Regions from separate parts of the Triticum aestivum genome. Here region 1 is linked to region 2. A link is a contact called in public Hi-C data. All regions are on one chromosome and are shown on one strand. Each heading gives the region's core, a stretch centred on a gene start, on an enhancer-like site or on the middle of the called end of the contact. The rest is flanking DNA. Distances are from core to core; before and after follow the strand shown.

Region 1 (4,221 bases), core at 957-3,456, 580 kb after region 2:
CACCCTTCATCACCAGTTTTAAAAAGCTGCCCTATCATCCAATCTTATGGACGCCAAGTGAACCAATTTACCGAACAAGAATCAGTCAATATACTCCATAGGCATACACTATGGGCCTAAAATCCCAGACAAAGTAATCACGAAATTCGCTCAAAGGCAGGGTCAGCACCTGGTCGACGCGGTCCCACCACCGGAACTCCGCCTCGAATTGGTTGCGCAGGACGTTGTAGAGAAGCGTGGGGTAGAAGAGCACCCTGGCGCCGGCGCCGACGAGCGCGCGCTTGGCCCTCAGCCGCACGACCTCGCCGCCGCCGCCGCCCGCCCAGGCGTCCTCCTGCTCCTCCCCCTCCACCGGCCTCCCGTCGCCGTCCCCCAGCTCGCGAATCCTCATGCGCCTCCCCCTCCCCTACCGAAACAGCTCGACGGCCCAACCTTACGCGCACGCCGAGACGCCTCCAGGCTCCGGCGCGCTCCAAACCCTTCCGGAACCAGCAGATCCGCTGGGGAGATTCGTGGATCGAGAGGCGTTGCGGCTCGGGCTTTGCTCCTGGTGGTGGCCAGAGGAGACGCGAGAAATGGGAAGAGTGTGGGCTGTGGGGGCAAGGCAAAACCCCAGGAGAAGACTGCGGGGGCGAAAACAGGTGGCGAGTCTGCTGAATCGGATCCAGGGAGGGGGAGTGGGGAGGGGGCTGATGGTCCGGGTTTTTGGGTGGATTGTTGGTTGGTTGGTGGGATGGGATTTATTGGTGGACAAAACGTGGGTGCGTTTATCTCCGCAGGTCCCTTGACAGTCGAGTAATTGTGCGGTTTCATCATTTTCCTTTTTTTTTTCTGAGCGACCTCTTTTTCATGCTTGGGAGTAGGTGCAACAAATCTTCAAAGCTTTCTTCACGACTCCATGTATGATGTGTATACTCTAAAAGACATAACCCTTATAAAAACATGTTAATATTTTCTATAATGCTAATTCATTTGCCACGGAGCGACTAAATGCATAATGTAGTCTGGAGCGAAACTCACGAAGAATATTTACTCACGAAATGAGCCATTAGCCTATTAAACGAGAAATGGTGCTTTTATAAAAAAAAAGTATAAAGGGATTGTACATAGTAGGCAAGCAATGTTCTTATAACGGATTCTTGGTTTGAATGCCGGCCAACAAACTTTTTATGATTTTAATCGTGTGACAATTTCTTTTGCAGAGATAAATGAAGTGAGGATAATTCACCAGCCATAGGTTGATTGGACAGCACGGGTCAAGATTAACACATCCACGAAAACATATAAAATTTCACACATCGGCGAGGAACAAGGCAAGGTTGTTGGTGACAAGGACGTGCATTTGACCTACATAAACCCCTCATCAACTGAGCCATAGAAGCGTGCAAAAGGATGTAAAGTTGGCATCGCAGAACGGATCATGACATTGCCTCACAGCTTACACAAGGCGCTCAGGAAGACTATACTAACCTAACCTGACTATAAAAGAGTGGCTCAAAGTATGTAAGAAAATAAAGACCAGTTGGAGAGCAGCCTTGTACACGGGGAGGCGCGCAAAGATAATCACAGAGAACTGAAGGGTGCGGATGAAAGACTGCCTAATCGCGCACCAATAATTCCAGGTAAAACCGCCCGGTCACCCGAAACGGCCGGATTGCCCAGCCGCGAGATTTCCCGCGTCCGCGAGAGGGAAAACAGCCGAGGTTTTCGAGCCCGTGCAACGAGTGGACCGCGGCGAGCTGGCGTCGTCGACGCGACTCGTACGCGTGCGTCCTGCTGCGCTGCCCCCTCGTCACGCCGGCCGGCCGTCCGCCCGTTTCTGGCTTTCTGCTTTGCCATGGTCTCCACGTGGGCGGTGCCCGTTGGACGCATCCTACTGTTGGGTGATGCTGTGTGTGGGCCCGTGGCGGCTCAGGTCCTTGCGAGCGATCATGGTGTATGTGGCCCCTGTGACTCTGGTGGGTCCGATGCACTGTTTTGACTCGGGTGACCGGTGGTCGGCAAGTTTTTCCCTTTTTCTTTTCGAACAACATAGTCGACTAGCTGGATCCGAATCATCCGATCTTTCCAAATATTTTTCCTCGCGGCAGAGAGTACAGCCGCCATGGGCCGATTGTTGTATCGCTGACTCGCTCGCGATAAGCACGATGGGCCGATTGTATGCAGGGCCGAAATACGGCCCACGACCCGGCCAGAATCACTCAACCGACGCACGCTCGTTTGTACACGAGCATAGAGCCCTCAGCTCCTCGGCGGCCCTCCCCTCGTCTCCGTCCGGGTCGCCACTCCCCGCCCTCGGAGCTCCCGGGCGGCGGCAGCCATGTACCGGGTCGCCGGCAGCCACCTCCGCGCTCTCAAGGTACCCTCTTCCCCCATCTGCCCGCCCCGCAGCAAACCCTCAGCGTTCGTCAGACAAACGAGCTGATTCCTCGGGTGGTGCTCGTGGAGTTGCTGCCGATTCATATGCCGTTGGTTATATGTTCGATTGGTCTAGCTTCCAATTCCATCACTTAGAAACGGGGGCTAGAGTGTATACGCATGGTGTTTGCTGCGGGTGCTGTGCTTGTTATCCCTCGAATAGAGAAGAAGGGACGCGGATAGTAGAAGTCAGGTGATTTCTGACAGACACCGAGCTAGACAAATTTGTGAGGTGATGTAAATACCAGTCTATTTGATCCACACTCCAATTAGAACCACGATCTGCAGGATGTGATTTTGGTATTTGAGCTAGTACTACTTATGTTGGGCTGTGTTACAACTCAAGTGAAAATACAAATAAGTGATACGGTTTCCACACTATGAATCTGTGCTACATAAACACAAAAATACATCTCTGGCGCATCCATATCATGAATCTGTGATACTGTATAAAATGCTTAAAATGTAGTTGTTGGCTATTTACTTTGTCATTATTAGCCTTAAGGGTAAATTGGGTCCATCAGATAGGCACAATCCGTACCTCCATCTGTCTGCCATAGACAGCATGTGCCTAACAAACTCACACTGCCAAGTGCCATAAGTCGTACACACTCATCAATGTGCTGTCAAACAATTGTCATTCAGAGGCACCATCATCAGAGTCACTGACAAGAACCACCCTAGTTTGTTGTTCCCTGTGATCCAATGTGCATCACTTCATACCAAGGAACTGCGCCCCTTCAATGATTATATGTTATTAGACAAACAATTCCCATGTCACCTCATTTTGTATCCCGTTCGACATTACACACTTGTTCACGTCTTTCCCTCTAACTAGTGCAAGCATCACCTCCTTTGTAACATGTCCAATATAAGAACACACGACTAGCTTTGTTATCATTTATAAGGAGGTCTAAACCTGTATGAACATCATGTCCTTGTGTCCATTACTTATTTCAGATCATACTTAGAGCATCGACAATATATTGTAGTTGAAACTCAAGGAGTGATATATGTTACTAGCCACACTTTGTTACTTTAAATTTACATATGGTGGGTTTTGCTTTGCAATTTGGTCCTATTGGTTTTTATTTTCACCTGTTGCCTGCCTTAACTTATGTATTTTGCACACAAGTTGGTTTCATGTTCAAGCTTTTCCGTTTTCAACCTTTACTTTTAGAGTTTTAGCGATGTTACCTGATGTTCTCGCCACCGCACAATTTGTTTCCTTTTTCTGCTTGCAGCAACATGGTTCTAGTAGGTTTGCTAGTACAAGTGTTGTGAAGCAGTCTTCTGGTGGTTTATTTGGTTGGCTTCTTGGTAGCAAGCCAACCCAGTTTCCAGCTCTTGATGTCCCTCTCCCAGGCGTCACCATTCCTCCACCACTACCAGACTTTGTAGAGCCAGCCAAGGCAAAAGTTACCACTCTCCCGAATGGCATCAAAATTGCTTCAGAAACATCAACGGTATCACTATGTGCCTGCAGATGTTTCAGTGTGTTCCTTTTTTTAAATATCTACATTGGGGTAATTTATAGGGACTTAACTGCAGAGTCCAGCAGCAACAGTGGGATTGTATATTGATTGTGGTTCTATGTATGAAACACCTGGTTCATCTGGAGCATCGCATCTACTGGAGAGAATGTCATTCAAGAGCACCACAAACAGGAGTCATTTGCGGCTAGTACGCGAGGTAGAGTCCATTGGAGGGAATGTTTCTGCAATAGCTACTCGTGAACAAATGTGCTATACCTATGATGCATTCAGGGCCTATGTACCTGATATGGTCGAAGTACTTATTGAT
Region 2 (3,683 bases), core at 311-2,810:
TATTCACCCCCCACCCCTCTAGTCAACCATATCGATCCTTTCAGTAAGAGTATGGGATAAAACATTATCCATGGGTATATAAATAGGGAAATGTTAAACCCATCGGGTAGAGCGGGTACGGGTATGAGATCATATAACCCATACCCACATACCCATGTACCCATATATAATCTATATGAACTCAAAATTATCTCAACACTTTGTGATGAATTTGTGAGCTCAAAATATATGACTAATGTGATGATGTTTTGATGTGTTGTTGTTTACAAGAAAGTGATGTTGTTTATTAAATATGTTGTTGTTTATGATGTCTTGTTGTTTAAAAGTGGGTGTTGTTGTTATAATCTGTTGTTGATTATAAATTATAATTATATGTTGTATTTTATGACTATGAGTCGTTCAAACTGATGCTTTGCAAACATGGGTAATTTAACCCACGGGTATCCATCTACCCTGTCGGGTAACGGGTATGGGGGGAAATGTACCCATTGACGGGTATGGGTAAGAGTGATGGGTAAGCTTAGAGTGGACAGGTAAGGGTACGGGGTGGCTCCAACCGTACCCAAACCATGCGGGTGCCATCCCTGGTGCCCCTCCGATAGCGACGCAGCGCGATCGGTGGTGGGAAGGCACGACCAGATCGACCTCTTGCACCGGCAGCCGCAGCCGCCCTCGTTTCTCTTGGTAAGGCTAATTAATGTGATTGAGCGATTAATGCTCATACGGACGGTTATTTGTTTCTTAATTAATGTGATTGAGTGATTTATGGTAAGGTTAATTAATTTAGATTTGATATTTAAAAATTGATCATGATTGATTCTTTCACATAAAGATATTACTAAATAGCTTGCTGCCAACATGGAAAGTTCTGATCCGTTCAGATTTTTTTTGTTGTGTGATAGGGTGACGCGAAACTAAACCGATGAGATTGGGGAAGGGGACAAAAAAACCAGCGAAATAAAACGGTTGAAAATGATGGGACGAAAATAAACCGTGAATACTATTCTACCAACTCAGACATTAGGAGTAGAGAGGCTCATATAGCGACGAAGGTCGGGGAAGAAGCAAGTTGGGAAATGGCAGGGGAATTTCTAGGAAACATTTTACCAGGAGAATGATTCCCTGTTGGACTTATGTGGCCCTGTAATCGTTAAAAACATTGTTATTCTTATTAGTATTATTTAAAGAGATTTTCACAAAAGGAAGTATTATTTAAAGAGATGAGGCAAAAAAAATGCCTTCGTTTTTTCTAAAAATACTTGTGCAATGTAAACACACCGGAACCGGAGGAAGCGGCTCCCCTGACATACATCACCTGCAGTTGTGGCACTGCCATGTGGGTCTGTTTTTCAATGAGCCCACCTGTCAGGGATGGAACCGCACCCTGCCGAACGGCAGAGGAGCCTCGTCCCCGGAACCAACGGTGATGTCACTGACCTTTAGAAATTGCGTTCGGTTTCCGAGTATTAGTCAAAGCGCACTAGGACAACGCCCAGCGTTATCCCCATCGTCGCAGCTGGGGCTCTATATATACCCACCCTCCTGCCAGATTATAAAGGTCGTGAAACAGAGCAAGCGAGAGCAAGAATATATCCATCCATACAGCAGCCAGCATAGGTTCCTTTCCTTTCGCCTTGAGGTCCTTCCGTTGCGTTCCAGAAACCAGAAACTTGCAAGCATGGGCAGATCTGCTGGAGCTTCTCAGGTCCTCCCGGCGCACCAGGAAGACGAGGACCTGTTCGAGACCTCGTCCTCCTTTTCCTGCAACTCCGACGACGACGAGGCCCGGTTTTCAGACGGCGAGGACCAGTTTGTGCCGGCTTCCCCGGTGCGGAGACTGAATTCCGATGGCGTCTACGATCTGTCGTCCATGAAGGCTGAGCTCTCTGCCAAGTAAGTCTCCGAGGAACTTACTAGCCTCCTTGATAAGTTCATCAACATATACTATATGTATGTATGTGCAGCAGCCAGCAGCAAAAGGGAGGTTTCCTGACCATGCTCTTCTTCTCTTTGCAGGAAAGGGCTGTCAAAATACTACGACGGCAAGTCCCAGTCGTTCGCGTGCATGTCCGAGGTGAGGTGCCTGGAGGATCTGCCCAAGAAGAACCCCTACAAGAAGATCAAGTCGTGCAGGAGCAACATCGATCTGGACAGTTACCAGACAGCTTGCCCCGTACCTGCTCCCAACACCAACAGCAAGGGAATTGCCAAGCAGAGCTCCGCGAGCTCCTGCGCGAATCTGATGATGGCGCGGACCAGCAGCGCCAACATGCTCTACAGGCCTCCCGCGATCCCTGTCAACAAGAGCGCGTGCCATCAGTAGGGCTCGCAGCCGAAAAAAATGTCTGTCCAGGGCTGGCTTCGCTTCTCTTCTTTGTTCATTGACCTTGAGGATTTTTCTTGGCGGGAGTATTAGCCTGTCAAATGTACTAAGAGGCTTTTGCTTCTCTGCTGTTCGGGGAGACATATTGTTCAGGAGGACATTGATTGATTCATCAGTGTGTAAATAGAGAGCGGTTGTATACCAAACATTTTCTTTCGATTAACAAAGATTATCTAAGATCCGAATTCTGAGCCACGGTACATGGTCTTTGATCATCCTGGTTATTTCTCAACATTACAAGGAGTACAAAGTAGCATGGCTAAAACAGACACCATTCTTGGGTACAAGAGATGGAAGAATGTTTTACTCCCTCCAATCCAGTCCAGTACTACAGTTGTACCAAGTGAACGACAAGTAATATGGATCATAGGGAGTACAGATATTCCCAGTGGAAAAAAGAATGGCGTGTCTTCACTGATTGCCAACCAAAGAATAGCTCTACCTAATGCTTCAAGTGTTAAAACTCTTGGCGGGTGCTGTGAACACAACCCTGAATAATCTTGGTGATAGATGTTTGAACAAAACTTGTTATTAGGCAACAACGCTGGGGGAAGACAATCCTGTCCCAGTGCGCCGTAGTAGTGTCAGCGGCTGTTAGAAAGCGTAGTCATAGATGGCCTGTGCAACTCCATCTTCGTCGTTGGTGGCACCGATTACATTTGCCACTGCTTTGGTCTTCTCGGCGCCATTTGCCAGAGCAACACCCAGTGATGCTAGCTGTAGCATTTCTATGTCATTTTCTCCATCTCCAATTGCCATTACCTTGCAGGAAAAGGTTACGAGTGAGAAATAATGCAAGCCTAGGTAGTATTGGTAGCCAAACAAAACTTAGAATTTCAAGGATTCAACGGAAGCTTAGGGGGAGTGTTATATATTCAATATGTGATTAAAAAAGGGAAATAATGATCAAGATTAGATTTGTAACTGAAGAAACTGAGAGAATAAAATGCAGCAACATTTGGCTTGCACCATGGAAGATGTAGTGGGGAACTAGACAACTTATACCTCGTCCGGGCTAATGCAAAGATGGTCCAGCAAAATCTTCACCCCGGTGCCCTTAGAAGTTGCAGGTGGTACAAGCTCAAGCATATCAGGCTGTGCCTGGAGAACACCAGCCCTTTCTTTTATCGCCTTTGTCCAGTATGGCCTCAATGTGGAAGAAACTCCCTCAGAAGTTCCAATGAACACTAGTTTCTGGACATGAAAATTATAGCATAGTCAAGCTATAACAGATCTTTAACATTGTCAAACTGCTAAATCTTTTCTTCTTCAAAAGATCCAGATAGTTTTATAAACAGAT

What was found. A called contact is a pair of places that touch in the nucleus more often than the background predicts.
Region 1: a contact with region 2 is called in a Hi-C map of leaf, with 5 times the contacts expected there. The contact joins the promoter of LOC123070665 here to the promoter of LOC123070662 in region 2. A contact is called at or near these places in 3 of 5 Hi-C or Micro-C datasets (all in leaf).

The regions. Positions count from the first base shown.
Region 1 is chr3B:514,432,835-514,437,055 of IWGSC CS RefSeq v2.1, forward strand. LOC123070665 (mitochondrial-processing peptidase subunit alpha) reads left to right here and starts at 2,207. Exons shown (of 14, transcript XM_044493956.1): 1 at 2,207-2,359; 2 at 3,663-3,884; 3 at 3,970-4,221. The coding sequence starts at 2,321. It overlaps LOC123070663 (phosphatidylglycerophosphate phosphatase PTPMT2), which reads right to left and starts at 705. Exons shown (of 6, transcript XM_044493954.1): 1 at 170-705. The coding sequence starts at 391.
Region 2 is chr3B:513,854,636-513,858,318 of IWGSC CS RefSeq v2.1, forward strand. LOC123070662 reads left to right here and starts at 1,561. Exons shown (of 2, transcript XM_044493953.1): 1 at 1,561-1,893; 2 at 2,017-2,578. The coding sequence starts at 1,679. The coding sequence ends at 2,323. It overlaps LOC123070661 (endoribonuclease YBEY, chloroplastic), which reads right to left. Exons shown (of 12, transcript XM_044493952.1): 11 at 3,389-3,577; 12 at 2,586-3,145. The coding sequence ends at 2,978.